Linked DNA regions of Mus musculus: regions 2, 3, 4 and 5 are each linked to region 1. A link is a contact called in public HiChIP or PLAC-seq, Micro-C and promoter capture Hi-C data. All regions are on one chromosome and are shown on one strand. Each heading gives the region's core, a stretch centred on a gene start, on an enhancer-like site or on the middle of the called end of the contact. The rest is flanking DNA. Distances are from core to core; before and after follow the strand shown.

The links. Promoter capture Hi-C pulls out the DNA fragments that hold promoters and counts their contacts. A called contact is a pair of places that touch in the nucleus more often than the background predicts. HiChIP or PLAC-seq counts read pairs in DNA pulled down with a chosen protein or histone mark.
Region 2: an HNF4G HiChIP or PLAC-seq map of pancreatic cancer cells shows a contact between it and region 1. The contact joins the promoter of 4930414N06Rik here to the promoter of Npm3 in region 1. A contact is called at or near these places in 1 of 39 promoter capture datasets (pre-B cells), 1 of 484 Hi-C or Micro-C datasets (nephron progenitors) and 1 of 115 datasets of contacts at active chromatin or transcription factors (pancreatic cancer cells).
Region 3: a contact with region 1 is called in a promoter capture Hi-C map of stem cell-derived epiblast-like cells, with 2.6 times the contacts expected there. The contact joins the promoter of Mrpl43 here to the promoter of Npm3 in region 1. A contact is called at or near these places in 7 of 39 promoter capture datasets (3T3-L1-derived adipocytes, embryonic stem cells, hematopoietic stem and progenitor cells and 3 more), 2 of 484 Hi-C or Micro-C datasets (embryonic stem cells and nephron progenitors) and 3 of 115 datasets of contacts at active chromatin or transcription factors (the NIH/3T3 cell line, cardiomyocytes and pancreatic cancer cells).
Region 4: an HNF4G HiChIP or PLAC-seq map of pancreatic cancer cells shows a contact between it and region 1. The contact joins the promoter of Actr1a here to the promoter of Npm3 in region 1. A contact is called at or near these places in 1 of 39 promoter capture datasets (cranial neural crest) and 1 of 115 datasets of contacts at active chromatin or transcription factors (pancreatic cancer cells).
Region 5: a contact with region 1 is called in a Micro-C map of embryonic stem cells, with 2.9 times the contacts expected there. The contact joins the promoter of 4833438C02Rik here to the promoter of Npm3 in region 1. A contact is called at or near these places in 1 of 39 promoter capture datasets (pre-B cells), 7 of 484 Hi-C or Micro-C datasets (effector CD8 T cells, embryonic stem cells and regulatory T cells) and 6 of 115 datasets of contacts at active chromatin or transcription factors (astrocytes, effector CD8 T cells, embryonic forebrain and 3 more).

What each region holds. Positions count from the first base shown.
Region 1 is chr19:45,748,059-45,750,989 of GRCm38.p6, reverse strand. It overlaps Npm3 (nucleoplasmin 3), which reads left to right and starts at 1,425. Exons shown (of 6, transcript NM_008723.2): 1 at 1,425-1,551; 2 at 1,848-1,933; 3 at 2,121-2,240; 4 at 2,351-2,444; 5 at 2,710-2,826. The coding sequence starts at 1,434. The coding sequence ends at 2,819. It overlaps Oga (O-GlcNAcase), which reads left to right. Exons shown (of 16, transcript NM_023799.4): 16 at 1-735.
Region 2 is chr19:44,983,152-44,986,082 of GRCm38.p6, reverse strand. 4930414N06Rik (RIKEN cDNA 4930414N06 gene) reads left to right here and starts at 1,533. Exons shown (of 3, transcript NR_040294.1): 1 at 1,533-1,608. It overlaps Slf2 (SMC5-SMC6 complex localization factor 2), which reads right to left. Exons shown (of 20, transcript NM_001081225.2): 20 at 2,297-2,931.
Region 3 is chr19:45,005,008-45,007,938 of GRCm38.p6, reverse strand. Mrpl43 (mitochondrial ribosomal protein L43) reads left to right here and starts at 1,497. Exons shown (of 3, transcript NM_053164.3): 1 at 1,497-1,675; 2 at 1,770-1,876; 3 at 1,999-2,925. The coding sequence starts at 1,545. The coding sequence ends at 2,240. It overlaps Twnk (twinkle mtDNA helicase), which reads right to left and starts at 1,381. Exons shown (of 5, transcript NM_153796.4): 1 at 1-1,381. The coding sequence starts at 809.
Region 4 is chr19:46,394,272-46,397,202 of GRCm38.p6, reverse strand. It overlaps Actr1a (ARP1 actin-related protein 1A, centractin alpha), which reads left to right and starts at 1,462. Exons shown (of 11, transcript NM_016860.2): 1 at 1,462-1,573. The coding sequence starts at 1,526. It overlaps Sufu (SUFU negative regulator of hedgehog signaling), which reads right to left and starts at 307. Exons shown (of 12, transcript NM_001025391.2): 1 at 1-307. The coding sequence starts at 100.
Region 5 is chr19:46,304,245-46,307,175 of GRCm38.p6, reverse strand. 4833438C02Rik (RIKEN cDNA 4833438C02 gene) reads left to right here and starts at 1,547. Exons shown (of 3, transcript NR_152248.1): 1 at 1,547-1,814; 2 at 1,985-2,068; 3 at 2,326-2,931. Nfkb2 (nuclear factor of kappa light polypeptide gene enhancer in B cells 2, p49/p100) reads right to left here and starts at 1,481. Exons shown (of 22, transcript NM_019408.3): 1 at 1,152-1,481; 2 at 812-893; 3 at 650-690; 4 at 307-405; 5 at 83-234. The coding sequence starts at 1,172.

The DNA.
Region 1 (2,931 bases), core at 176-2,675:
GCACATAGTGTCTGCAGGATTATTATTCTTTAATCATGGCTAGCTATCTAGTAACGTCATAGATTTTCAACAGTCTTTTGTTACCTTGCTTTCCTCCAGTTCTACATAGCTTTTGAACTTTGAGCTGAGGGGGGAGAGAGAAGAGGGAGCTTGAAACATTTTCCTTTCTAGAACTCCAGTGTGAGCTTGTGAGGTAGTCTTTTAGCACTATATAGAGTGGACCCAGGGAGGCCCAAGAACCAGAGGCCCAAGAGTGTGCTGAAATGTGCCGCCTCCTTAGGGTGCGAACCTTTGCGATAGGATGTGCTGTGAAACCTAAGTCAAGGTTGGTTTTGAAGGCTGGGGTGAGGGGCAAAATTGTTACTAGATATTAAGACCGTTTAATGTTCCTTAGCGTTCTGAATCCATCTCATGCCTCAGTGAGAATTACAAGGTTTTATTCAGAGCGTTTCAGAGTTTCATACGGAATCAGGAATTGAACAAGTTGCTTTTTGTTTAATGTTGGCTTTCAATAATCACATGGGATGATCTTCTGGACATAAGTGAAAACATGTCCAGGTCTCTACTGTCATTGCTGTAGGATAAAGTGCTCTGCCATCTTCCATGGTTATGAATATTTATTAATGTTGGAATAACATTTCATTGTTTAGATCACAGCTCAGTTCCTATAGAAAACGAACTGTAAACCTATCTGCAGACCATGCAAGAGGCACAATAAAACTTGAAGTGAATGTGTGCTGTGCTGCTTTTTCTCTGGGTTCTCCCTTTTTTTCCCTCACATCTCTTGATCCCTTAGGTATCCGAAGCTATTTCAGTGTAGGCTGGATTGAAGACAGCCCTGCCCTCCTGCCTTCCACAGCAAAGATTTTTCTCAGAAAAGTACATTTGTTTTTGTTTTTAAGTAAGTTGCTCTGTTTACTACAGGTAAAATTTGTGTGAAGTTGGGGGGGGTGTCACAGAGTTCCTCACTGGAACATGGCTTCATTTCCTTAGATAAAGGAATTTTGGTGGTGGAGGGGGGGGGTGGGTCGCCTAAAGAGGAGGCTGTACTATGAACAGTAGTTGATCTCCACATCTGAGTTTAGGTCTTGGCTGTCAAGCCTCCAGCATGATCAGGAAGCGGGGGGGGGGGGGGGGGGGGGGGGGGTGTGAGTAAAAATGGCTGCTCCGTACCCCAAGTTTACTGAAAAAGGAGATACGAAAGGTTTACACTAACATCTGTATGTATATATCCCCGGGTTGGAAGAAGGGGCTTCAGTGAGTGGACGCTAACTTTAAGCCCTCGTGGAGATTTCTTCTGGGGCCTTGTTACCTGTCCTCGTGGAAGAGGCGACGACTGCTCCTCCCTGCTTCGTGTGGCGAGCGCGGCTCCTTTAATGGGCGGGACCGGAACTGGCTGAGGCGGGGGGCGGGGCGCTCACGGCCGTTTCAGCATGGCGGCCGGCGCGGCGGCTGCTTTAGCGTTCTTGAACCAAGAGAGCCGAGCCCGAGCTGGGGGCGTCGGGGGCCTGAGGGTCCCGGCCCCGGTCACAATGGACAGTTTCTTCTTCGGTATTGAACGCGGGAGTGGCAGAGTGGTACGGGGCGGGTGAGGCGTGGCCGAGGAAGGCGGCCGGGCGCCGCTGTGGCCGGGCGCAGCTGTGGGCCGAGGGCTCCTCGCTCGCTCGCCCTAACCGGTTCTTCCCGAGTGGGATGCCCGTCCACGTGTTCTGGGCGAGCAAGCGGCCGGTTCCCCCCCCGCCGCCGCGGCACATGGCCGGGTGGAGGGGACAGCGGAGTTTGTGGAGCGTCCTCGCGCGCTGTCCCCTCCACGCGTGTACCCAGGCGACACTCGCTGGCTCTTGCAGGTTGTGAGCTCTCCGGCCACACCCGCTCCTTCACTTTCAAGGTTGAGGAGGAGGATGACACGGAGCACGTGCTGGCGTTGAACATGGTAAGGGGCCGCAGAGGGAGTTGGAGATGCGGGGGGCTAGCCGACACTCCGCCTGTCGCCCCTCTCCTCCACCCTCTGGTCCCCGCATCCGGTGCCACTGGGACTAGGCCGATTTTGGGGTAAGACGCCTTGGCTTTGGTGTCAGCCCTCCCTCACTTGAGACGCTGAGGTTCTGCCTGCCTTTCAGCTGTGCCTTACCGAGGGGGCCACGGACGAGTGTAATGTGGTGGAAGTTGTGGCCCGGGATCACGACAATCAGGAGATTGCAGTTCCTGTGGCCAACCTCAGGTTGTCTTGCCAGCCCATGGTGAGTTGGAGCCGTTCATTCCTCTCGGAGTCTGGTGGGACTGAGAACTTCGGTATTGATCTCCAAGTGGGTGGGCCAGCACGGCTCAGCCCGTCATTCTTGTCTTCCAGCTCAGTGTGGATGATTTCCAACTCCAACCACCTGTCACCTTCCGCCTGAAGTCCGGTTCTGGCCCAGTTCGGATCACTGGCCGGCATCAGATCGGTGAGAAGAGTGGGCCCTCTCCACTCCCGACTTACCCCAGTCTCATCTCCTAGTGTGTCCTGCATCTCAGGCTATGGTTCCAGTATTCTGTGCCTCCCACTGCCTCCTTCAGGCCTGGGAACTTGCTGTACCCTGCCTGCCCCAGGGGTCCAACTCCAGCGAGGTGGGTGGGCTCTTTTCCATCTAGACTTGGGGACTCTGGGAGATGAGGTTCCCTGTCAGCCTAGCAGCTGAATGAGTGGCTCTATCCTTGTGTATCCACCAGTTTGTATAAACAACGACCTTTCTGAAGAAGAAAGTGATGATGAGAGCGAAGAAGATGAAATTAAGCTGTGTGGCATCCTTCCTGCCAAGAAGCACAGGGGCAGGCCTTAGCCCCCTGGTGAGTGTGTGGGTGGAGGGTGGGGTCGGTTGGTGGGATTCCCGAAGGATCTGGGAAGTTTAGGGGCAGCAGGTGAGGAGGAAGACTCTGACTTCATTCTTGCTT
Region 2 (2,931 bases), core at 284-2,783, 770 kb after region 1:
TAAAATAAAGCACCTGAGTGTGTCTGACACTGGTGTCCACACACACACACACACACACACACACACACACACACACACACACACACACACACAGAGCTCAGGACTGGCACACAAAAGTCACATTGTATTGGTGACACAGGAAGAGGAAGGACCTCAGATAGAGGTCCCTGAGGCATGAGAAACCTGCCCTAGTCAAGATGCCCTGTCTCCTGTTCACTGTGGTGGCCTTTGCTCCTGCTTTGCCATTGTTGTTCAGCACTCTCCTTATGGAGAGTGTGATCTTTTGGCCACGTGGTACTTCCTTAGTAGCGACTGACACCTATCCAACAATGCTGTAATCTTACTGTGCCCCAGAAGCCTGTTTTGCCAGTTAAAGTTTTCCAGAATCCTAGCCACTTGTCTTGGAGTTAGATCCAAAGCTGGACCTTCTGGTTTGCCTTCTCCTGATTTCCAGGCCTGGTTAGCTAGAAGGAAGTGTCAGAACATGTCTGCAGATGCTGGGAAACCATCCACCACCGTCAAGCATGCTGGGTGATTAAAACTGTGTCTGAGTGCAGGATGGCCTCAAAATCTGTGATCCTCCTGCCTCTGCCTCCCATGTGCTGGGATCATCGGTATTAGTGATTGCACCAGGCCAACATGCATGGTTTATTTATTTAACATATTTTTGGCAGCAGGAACAGGGAAGTATCCAGAGTTCCCAGAGTCTGAAGGTACAATACTCTCCAGCTATCACTGTTGGAAGATAAGACCTGATTTACAAGTAAGCACACCCACAGATGGCTGCTTCTGGTCAATTTTCTTTTAAAAATTAACTATTTTATGTGCATGGGTGTTTTGCCTGTAAAGGCTAGAAGAGGGCATAGGAGGCTTTGGAACTAGAGTTACATTCGTTAGCCATCACATGGGTGATGGGCTTTGAACCCAGAGCCTCTGGAAGAGCAATCTCCAGTTAACTGTTGATCTTCTCCAGCTCCATTAAATTTGTCTTTGAGACAGGGTTTCTCCATGTAGCCCTGGCTGTCCTTGAACTCAGAGCTCTGCCTGCCTCTGCCTCCTCCGTGCTGGGATAAAGGTGATTACAATCTTAGTCTCCATCTTGCCTCCCTTTGTTCTGTTCATGTTGCATGCCAGGCATTGTGCTGAGTTACTGCCATGTATGTGAATCCTCACAAAACATGAAATAGAGTTATTCCTTTCAATAGAAGAAACTCAGATGCCAACAAAGGTCAAATGGCCAGTATGGTGAACCTTGGGACCTGAGGCCAAGCCTAGGTCTTTTCCTCAAACACCGCGACTATCCCTAGTATTTGCACCTGTCTACTTCTACCTGGGCTGTCAGCATCCATCTTTCCAACCTAGTTTACCCTAAAGGAGAAAACAGCTGCAGCACTGGGGGCCTGGCAACTATGCCTAAGCCTTCTATGAGGTACTAGGTTTGTTATGAGTGTCAGCCTTTCCACAGCTGGCATGTCATAAACCCACCTGCCAGGTCACAAGTGGCTCTGCACTGTATGGCATCACCTTTCTTGATTCTGGGTTCTAGAATTTTAGAGACACCCAGATGAAGGGTATTTCTTCCTCTCCTGTTTCCCCCGATACCATCAGGTAAGAGCCATGATTTTGTGTTGTTCACCACCAAACCCTAACACGTAGGTAGGCAAGAGCAGCCAAACGGATGTGCAGGATGAGCTAAGAATGAGATTATTAAATTCCTGACTGCAATCCAGGAGTGGTGGCGCACGCCTTTAATCCCAGCATTTTGGAAGCAGAGGCAGGCGGATTTCTGAGTTTGAGGCCAGCCTGGTCTACAAAGTGAGTTAGTTCCAGGACAGCCAGGGCTATACAGAGAAACCCTACCTCAAAAACCAAAAAAAAAAAAAAAAAAAAAAAAAAACCCAAAACAAAAAACAAAAAACCCTGCCTGTAAAGCACACAGCACATTATTAATTGGGTTTTGTAAACATAAACTGTGGAGAGCTGTGCCCGTTTCCGTTTCCCACAGATTAAAAGAAGGCATCAAGCTAAAAACAAGTTTGTTTGTTTTTTTAAGATTTATTATTATATGTAAGTACTCTGTAGCTGTCTTCAGACACACCAGAAGAGGGCATCAGACCCCATTACGATGGTTGTGAGCTACCATGTGGTTGCTGGGATTTGAACTCAGGACCTTTGGAAGAACAGTCAGTGCTTTTAACCACTGAGCCATTTCTCCAGCCCCCTAAAAACAAGTTTAAAGCAGGGTATTTTAGATACTCAACCACCTCTACTACTCAATCAAAAGTTGCCAGACACGTTTAAGCTGAGAAAAAAGTTTTAATAACACATACACATACATTCAGAAGACTTTAAACAAGACAGTATAAAATTTTAAAGGAAAAAAAAAAACCAAACCACAACACATTGCATTTACTGCCTAAGAGCTAGTAGATTAACTGGCTGACAAGAATGCCCCGGGGAAACTGAGGCACAGATGAGGTGCGCCTGCACCATAGAGTAGGCATAGCCACGAGATGGGATTGTGCTGACTCACGCCCCCACCACCTGTAGCAGACCCTTGCCTCCTGAGAGACAAGCCAAGAAAGTTCTCCAACCCAGCCGCTTGGCGATGAGTCAGTTTGTAAATGGAAAAACACTCCTGGTTTCAAGACTCCACACATTACTGTCCCCACCAACTGTGTCTGTTCTGATTGGGGGGAAAGGGGAAGAAAACAAAACAAAACAAAAAGCCAAACAAACAAAAAACAGAGCCTGGGTGGTAACTTATCTATCATTACTGGGGATATATATATATATTTCACTTTTCTTTTTTTTTTTTTTTTTGTGAAGTCGAAGCAAGCTATTACTTGCATTAAAAAAAAAAAAAAGCCAACCTTCTGAAAGGTGACAAAGGCACCGTTGCCATCAGGACAGAGACAAAACAATGCACAA
Region 3 (2,931 bases), core at 248-2,747, 740 kb after region 1:
CTGTCCAGTTCACGACTTGTCACAACCACCTCAGTATCTCTCCGGCTGATCAGTGGTAATCCAAATAGGTTGTGATAGACACCAGGCCGGGGGATGGTGGTCTCTACATACTGTACTCCATTTTCCTGACCCTCAGCCCCTAGTAGCTTCAGGCCACGTAATCCTGAGCTCCCAGGGGTGAACCAAGGGAAGACCAGACTTCGAGCAGATCGAAGATAGCGGACACTGAATCGCCTGAGTGTGTCATCTGTCACCTTGGTAAGGCCAAACATCACACGAGCTAGCTGGGCTTCCTCAGGGTCTGGAAGCTCCCAAAGAGGTATGGCTCGGTTCCAGATCCTCAAGACCTCCTCCCTAACCTCAGCTTCTGGGCCTTCCCTAAGTAGGACACCCTCTTTGGCCCCATCCCCTCGTCCCTCCACACTGGCCTGCAAGTCTTCCCAGCTCCCTTCTGCTAGGCTGGTCATGCAAAGAAAGTGTCCTGTGGTCTTGTCAATGAAGAGGCAGAAGGAAGTGGGAGCGTCCTTTTTCTCATTTTTGATGTCTGAGGACACCACAAAGGGACTTGGTGCTCGAAGGCAGCTGTGGCCATCCTGGAAGGGGATCCCATGTGCACGTAAATACTGGCGGATTTCAGTCGTAGTCACCGGCGACACTGGCATCTCTAAGGCTGGGAGCGCTTCTTTTCTGTACCTTCTGCGGGGAGGGCCTGGCGCCAAGCTTCTGGGCAGGCCCCTCCTACCCACCCACTCGCCACGCAGTGGCAGCAAGATCCGGAGGGGATATGCACGTCGGAGAAGAAGCCACATTCCTAATGGAGTGGGACGCCACTACTGCAAAAGCTTTTGTTGTCTGGTTCAGTGCCTTCACTAAACCAGACCCTAGGAAACCTTCTACAAGGCACTCGCAGAAATCACTCCTACTGGCTTTTCTCTTTATCCCTCCTCAAACTTCTTCACGAACACAGTTCTTACTCCCCTCGGTTGCCTGTGTATTGCTACTTCATCCCTACACACCTACACTGCCCTTTCGCGTCTACGCCTCTCTCTGAGGATTCTCCTATCTCTAGGTCCTTTACGGATTTCTCTCCACCAGCTCACTTCTAGATCCTTCTACGGTCCCTCGATCTAAACGGCTTCTCTGTATCATCTCTTCACGTCTACTACCCCTCTACGGACTCTCCTGGCTAACCTCATCTCTACCGCTTTCTGCATCCCGTCTGAACCCCAACTCCAGGCGCTCCGAGCCCCCAGCGCTCACAGGCACTCTCCACACTGCTGGAGGTCACGCGCTCCGGCCCGGCTTCCTCACTGGCTCCCTTGCTCTGCCCTCCACTTCAAAGCTCCACGCTCCCGCCCCCAGCTTCGCGTCACCACTCTCCTTTCTAGTGTTCTGTCCGCAACGTGGGTCGCCCGCTCGCACGCGCTACTCGCGGTGACTCCGGAAGCAAAACTCTCCAGGGCGCCCATGCCACAACCCCGGAACCGGAAGTCACCGGTTAGTCCCGCCCCCCGGCTCCGCGTCCTGGCTCTCTAACCGTAGCCATGACCGGTCGCGGGACTTCGAGCCGCTTTCTGACCAGCGTCCTCCATAATGGGCTAGGGCGTTACGTGCAGCAGCTGCAGCGCCTCAGCCTCAGCCTCAGCCGGGATGCGCCCTCGTCCCGCGGCGCCAGGTGAGGCACGCGGAAGCGGGAGCGCCGGAAAGGGAGGCGGGGAGCTATGGGGCTGGGTTCGGGCCACCGTACTCACCTTCGCCGGGTCTCGCAGGGAGTTCGTGGAACGCGAGGTGACCGACTTCGCCCGACGGAACCCAGGAGTCGTAGTATACGTGAACCCGCGCCCGTGCGCCATGCCACGAATAGTGGCCGAATACCGTGAGTGGGGCCGAGCTAGGGCGGGGGTGGGCGGCGCGGGATCCCGGCTTGCCCGCTGCGTTCTGTTTGTCTGATTTCCGACCTGGCGCCTTCCACTCATCCCCTCCACGTCCCTCTCCCAGTTAATGGGGCTGTGCGCGAGGAAAACGTCAACAGCAAGTCGGTGGAGGAGATCAAGTCGTTGGTGCAGAAGCTGGCAGACCAGTCCGGCTTGGATGTGATCCGCATCCGCAAGCCCTTCCACACGGACAACCCGAGCATCCAGGGCCAGTGGCACCCCTTCACCAACAAACGGACTGCCCTCCACGGGCTGCGGCCCAGAGAACTCCGGGATTCTGCTCCAGCTTCGATGCAAGCACAGTAAAGAACCAGGCGCTTTGGACCGTGAGAGGGATAGGATTGGTTCCTCTTTTGGATTTCAAGCTCAGGCCGAGTAGGTGGGTGGAGCCTACCAGCCGGGGCGTGGCCTGAGATAAAGAAGAACCTTTTCCTTTGCCCACTTGTAGCTAGGTGCAGTGACCTTGTGAATACCCTAATTCTGATTCAATTGGCCTCCTTGCAAGCTGAGATGTGAGAAGTGTACAACACTTGTACAAGGACCGTGTTTTCTGAAATACGAATAATAATGACTTCAAAACACATGAAAGAGTCTGGAGGCTGTCTTCTGAAGGACACGGGATGCCCTGTTGCTCTTGCTGGTATGGCATTGGGCAAGGCACCTTATATCCGTGTTTGTGTGCAGTTTAGGAAGTTGAAGATGAGCCTGGCGTTGGTAGTGCATAACCTTTAATCCCAGCATTTGGTTGGCAGAGGCAGATGAATCTCTGCGTTTAAGGCCAGCTTGGTCTACAGAGTGAGTTCCAGGACAACCCAGTCTCAAAAACTAAAAATGAAATAAAAAAGAAAAAGAAAACTGAAGTCATTAAGACTATATTTGAAGGGGCTGGTGAGATGGCTCAGCAGGTAAGAGCACCCGACTGCTCTTCCAAAGGTCCTTAGTTCAAGTCCCGGCAACCACATGGTGGCTCACAACCATCTGTAAGAAGATCTGATTC
Region 4 (2,931 bases), core at 213-2,712, 650 kb before region 1:
GTCCCGGGGGAAAGAGTGAAGCAAAGGCCGGAGGGGCACTAGGGCCAGAGGCCGGGGGCGCGGCGGGACCGGGGGCGACGCTAGGCCGCAGCTCCGCCATTGGGGCGCGTAGGGCGCGCGGAGAACCCGGGAGGGTAGAGGAGGGAAAGCGCCCCTATGGGCCAGCGGACCCACTGTGGATGAGACTCCCCGAGGCGATGGGGGCTACGGCGAGGTCTAACTCCGCGCCTGCGCACGAGGCTCCGTCCGCCCAAGCCGGAGCCTTCAAGACGTCGGCCAGAGGATGCTGTGGGACCGCGGGGAGCTCCAAGGGGCGGGGCGTCAGCGTGCCCTTTCCTGACACCTATTGGCTAGTGTCTTTGCCAGTCACAAGTGGGGAAGGCGTGACTTGACAATAGACTCCGCCTCCCTGCCCCTGGGTTGGGAGCGTCCCAAGGATCTTGGCCTCCCCCTAGTGTTAGGAGGAACCCAGTTTAGAACAGAGACTTGGTACCTTGAGGCGCCAGGGTCCTATGAAAGCTCTACACAACTACTAAGAAGCGCTTAATATTGTTTTACTAATACACAATTTTAAGATAAGCTTGACAACTAATTCATTAGACAGTATGTCATTATTATTAATGTTACAACTCTAATATTTCTTGGAACTATTGACAAAAAGGGTAACTCGAAATGTGCCTGGGGAAAATGCCTGGCTGTTTTAAAAAAAATTTACCTATTCTTTCTCTTCGCCTGGATGTTGTCATCCATCAAGGTCAAGAAAAATAATAAAACAATTTCTAAACCTTTAGATGATATTTTAGGCCCGTGGTTTTGTGGCATCCAACGTACAGGTATTTTTTTATAACCTCCATTGGCTTTTGCTTCATGGGTTTTGTCTTGTTTTGCTTTTTGTTTCATTTTTTTGTTTTTCGGGACAGGGTTTTTCTCTATAGCCCCTCGCTGTCCTGGAACTCTGTAAACCAGACTAGCCTCGAAAGAGGTGGGATTAAAGGCTTCCAGCACCACTCCCGGTGCTGCTGGGATATGTGTTGGGCAAGCATTCTACCACTGAGCGACAGATGTTTATTAATGGTTTGTATTGCCCAAGTGAAGGAATGGCTGAGAGATAGAACTACTCTGTAAAATTCAACCGCCCCTGAAGTACTGACAAATCCAAACCCAACTACTCACAAGTACTTCAGACTCCAAAATTTAAGAGTGTACTGGAAACCCCTTCGAAGGGATCTCAAATCCAGTCATGCAAGATAATCATCAACACTGTGGCTCTTTAATCTACAAACACTACAGACCCCACCATGTGTAGGAAATACACTGTCCAATCTCCTAAATCCGATCGGGCTGGGACCCGGTTTGGAGCGCAAGCCCTGGGGCAAAGAATGCTGGGGATTGTAGTTCCTCCGAGGCGAGGTCGGGCGGCTCCCTGGATGCCCAGTACCGGCGACTAGACTGCGCATGCGTGTCAGTGGCGTTTGCTGCGGACCGGGCTGGCAGTTCCTTCCTCGGAGGGAAAGATTCCTCTGCCATGGAGTCCTACGATGTGATCGCCAACCAGCCTGTTGTGATCGACAACGTGAGTAGCATCTTTCCTATCTTTAAAGGGACTGTGTTCTCCTCCAGGAAGGATTGTTTCCGCGGTTTCAGCCTAGGCCGCCAGCTCTTTGTCACTGGCTCGGCCTGTCAGGCGGGTTCAGCTGCCGCCGCCCGCGTCCTCCTCACATCCATAGTTTGAAGGCAGGGCGGCCAGCCAACATCCGTGTAATGGAGAATTTGAGGGTAGACAAAGGAAAGAGCTGTAGCCCGGGAAGGGTCCGTGGACCCTTGGCTCAGGGGGCCTTAACCGTTCTCTTAGAGCCCGACACCCGCCTTCGCTCTGGTTTTCCATCACTCAATTGGCTACTCTTGCTGTCTATCTTAGCCTATTGGTCCCGCCTTTGGGCCTTGCCGGATTAGAACAGCACTCCGCAGTCATTGGCTCCGGCGCTTGTCGCTCTTCCGGTCGCCATAGTGTTTCCCTTCTGTAAGGGGCGGTGCCGTGCAGTAGAGCTGTAGGGATTGGCTCGGCAACTCAGGGTGCGGAAGGCGATGGCTGGTCCACCGGTGAAAAAGGACAGTTTCCTTGGGTGTGAGCTGGAGGGGCAATTTAGTGAACTGTATCTGGGTGGGGCCGGACAAACCGGTACCAGAAATGGCCATGGGATTTCAGTTATTTTTGTGATTATAAATTATAGTTAGTCAAGGTAAAGAAGAAAGGGGGGTGACAAAGCAGGCGAGATGCTTTGATGTTTGCAGTGCCCAGGTGAGAGGCAGGGGGATTATCAGACACAGTGGTTGTCAGGTGCGCTAGCGTTTCCAGGACGCTTTGCACCAACATGCAAGTCGAAGCCTCCCAAAAAGTGAATGGTTAAGGAGGAAGTTTGCCCCTCTTTTCACAGTACGAACACGGAAGGTGGAGGTGACCAAGGTCATACAGCAATGGTGCCCCACAACTTCATCGCCTTATCTAAATGGCAATCCTTTGCTAAGCACCGCTCCACACATGCATCGATAAAGACAAATAGAAAGAACTTAAGTATTGCTTTTATGAGGAGGGACATTTGTCTTAATTTCTGAGTTTCACTCAAAGGTTTGGTCCCTCCCACACTGGTTAGAATCTTCCTACTTTCTGGGTCCCTCCCCTGAGGCAAACTACCAGTTCCCTCTGACCTAGGCTGACCTTTTCAGAGTCACTGTGATGTTCCGGCCCTCTGGGACCTGGACATGCCACTAGGTCCTTTTCTTTGTGTCGTAGGTGGATAGAGGTTGCTTTCTCCTGTTTATGCAGGAACAGGAGGATTGGGGAGGTTTTTCAAACCACCCACTTTAGGAGTTAAGGATCCAAGACTCACAAAAAAGATCCAAGACTCACACAGGAATCTGGTTCCAAGTTCT
Region 5 (2,931 bases), core at 298-2,797, 560 kb before region 1:
GTCACACAGGTGGCCTGAGATGAGACCTAAGGCTGGCAGGCAATGAGCATCCCACTGGGGGCCAGGGGCCAGGGCCACCTACTGAGCAGTCATGTCCTTGGGTCCTACAGACACAGCGCACACTCCCAACTCTGAACACTGCTTGCCCACCAGACTGTGGGCATGCGCACGAGGTGGGTCACTGTGTGTCACCAGGTCCACCTCAATCTTGGCCGGTCCCTCATAGTTACAGATCTGAGAATGGCAAAGGATAGTCAGTAGTTGCCCCATACACCATCCCTACCCTCCGGTGTCATCTGAGCTCACCTTGACAGTAGGATAGGTCTTCCGGCCCTTCTCACTGGAGGCACCTGGCAAACCTCCATGGGAGGGGCCTTCACAGCCATATCGAAATCTGAAGCCTCGCTGAAGGTTCCATAGCAGAGACATTGTGATCAGGAGAGGCAACCCCCCCCCCCCCCCCGTCATCCCCACAAGGCAACCACTAGCCATCACTGACCACAGTGACCAAAAGTGTACCTCCTTCTCATAAGCCCCCAACATATCAGCAGCAAGCTATTTAATCTGATCAGTAGGTATAACTACCCTCCCCCCCCCCGCCCCACCTTTTCCCCAAAGGTGAAGCCACCACTCTCTGTCACTCACTCACCTGTTTGGGCTGTTCCACAATCACCAGATAGGGGCCATCAGCTGGAAATAGAGGGGCCTTGCTGAGCCAGGATCTCTGAGACCATCCCTCAGTGGGGCCTCCAGGGGACATGCTCACTCTCCTCTAGGTTCTGAGATACTGCGAGGCCAAAGACTTACTGACCTGTCTCAGGGGCTGGATCCTTAGGCTCCACGATGGAGGGGCTGAATTCAAAATCATCATATTCGGGGATGCCATCCAGGCCCTGCGTTATAGACAGAGAAGGTGGCAGCTGAATCAAGGGTCCCCCCAACCACCCCCTCCCAAGCCCTCTGCAGTCACTCCCTGGACTCCTCCTCAAGCTATGAGGAAGCTCATTTCTGGGCAGGGTTTGCAGACAGCACAGACTGGCAGACTAAGACAATTTGAAGACAGTGCAGAAGTAGGGGAGTGGAGGAGCGTCCAATTGACAAGCAGACACAGAGGGCACCCGCCGCCCTCAGGGTCAGGCAGTGTGACTCACTGGATCGTAGCAATTGTCCATATCTCTGGGCTAGGCCCTGCTGTGTCTTGCGGCTTCGGGCCCCGGTTCAGCTTTCCAGAGTTTCGGACGCCCGCCTAAGGTGAAGAGAGGCGTGGGAGGGGGAAGAGTGAAAGATATCAGGATAGGGGTGGGCAGGGGGAGAGGGATGGGTAGGGGAGGGGGGCTCAGATCTGGGGGAGGGTCCGATCTCCTCCAGCCGCCCGTCCGGGCGTGGCGGGTAAGATCCGGTGGAGGTCGAGATCCGGAGCGGGGCTGGCCCGGGAAAGGGGCAGAAAGTTAGTGCTGCTTAGGAAAGTCCCGAAAATACCAGGGGGAGGCGGAGCCGGAGGGGGCGGGCCTGGAAATGACGCCGGGGCCACGCCCCCGCAGCGGGAGGGGCGGGAGGCCCAGGCGGTTCCTGGTTCCCGGGCAGCCTCTGTAGCCCCTGGGGCTCAGTCGGGGCCTAGCCGCCTCGCCCCCTCTCCGCAGCCTGGAGCAAACTTGGGATTTTCAGCCAGCGTGGAGGACACGGCTGATTCACCCAGGGGCTTTTGTGGGGACATTCCTGCCGTCGGAGGCCCCTTTTCCGAATGGCCCGTAGGCGGGGGTTCTTCCAGTGGGGCCTCCGGGGCTCTGACCAGAGAATATGATTCGGGCCTCAGGGTGTGTGTGGGGGGGAGGAGTTTCCCCCTCCACGGTCTCTAGCGATTCCGTCTTAGCTTCCCGGATTCTCCCGCTGCACCTGCTCCCGGTGGCCGGTCAAACGGGAGCATCCCGCCCTCCCTGGCGACTCCAATCCCAAAGCCAGTGTAACGCGCATGTGTCCGTTGCAGGAATATGCGTTTCAGCCCTAATGTCTTGTGTGCCGGGTGAGTGGTGGCATCATGGCACGTGCAAGTGAACGTTCATCCACACAGGTGAGTCCTTGTACTGCCCAGTGTGGGCACACGTCCGTGCACGTCTGGATGTCCGTGCGCAGGCGCCGGTGCACGGGTGCGCTGTGAGTGCGTGTGCGGGGCTCACACCGGCCGGCTGTGCACAGGCAAGCTAAGGGCAGGCAGACGTGTCGCTGATGTGTAGCAAAGTGTCCTGTTCCTGTGCGCGCTCACTGGAGGTGGCGTCCAGCCCCAGCCTGTCATCTAAAGTCCTCCTTCCCTCCCTCTCCATTCCCTAGACACTCAGGGATCTGAACCCGGCCACTCACCGTGGTGGCGGCTCTGGTTCCGACTTCTTTCCGAGCCCTTCCCCGGACCGGTCGTTGCTCCTCTCCAGCCAAAGGGCTCCAGCCGGGAAAGCCCCTTTCGGCCCCCCGAGGGGGGGAATTCCCGTGACGATCCCGTGCGTCACTCCCCATGCCCTTTTTTATTGGTTGAAAGTTTAACTCCAGGACTCTTGTAGCCAACCCGGAGCAACGCAGGCGCGCCCCTTTCGGGGAAGGCTCGCCCAGGACTGGCCGCGGGGTGTCACCCAGCTCCAGTTCTGCTAGGGACCAGCGAGGCGGGACGACGGACCCAGCGCAGGGCGCGGCTCAGATCTCTGCACTCTTCCAGGCTTGCCCGGGACCGTTACGGAGTCCAGTGGGCCACTTGGCTCTTGCTGTGCCCAGAGGTTGGCTATCTCTGAGACACAGGAAACCGGGTCAGTCCCAACACTCCAGTAACCCTCCCAGAGAGGGACCTCCTAGCTGGGAAGGGGAAGAGGAAGGAGTCAGATCTTGCGGTCAGCTCCAGATCGCCATCTAGCGGCCTTTCTGGAGCCGCAAGGAAACTCTGGGGTCAAC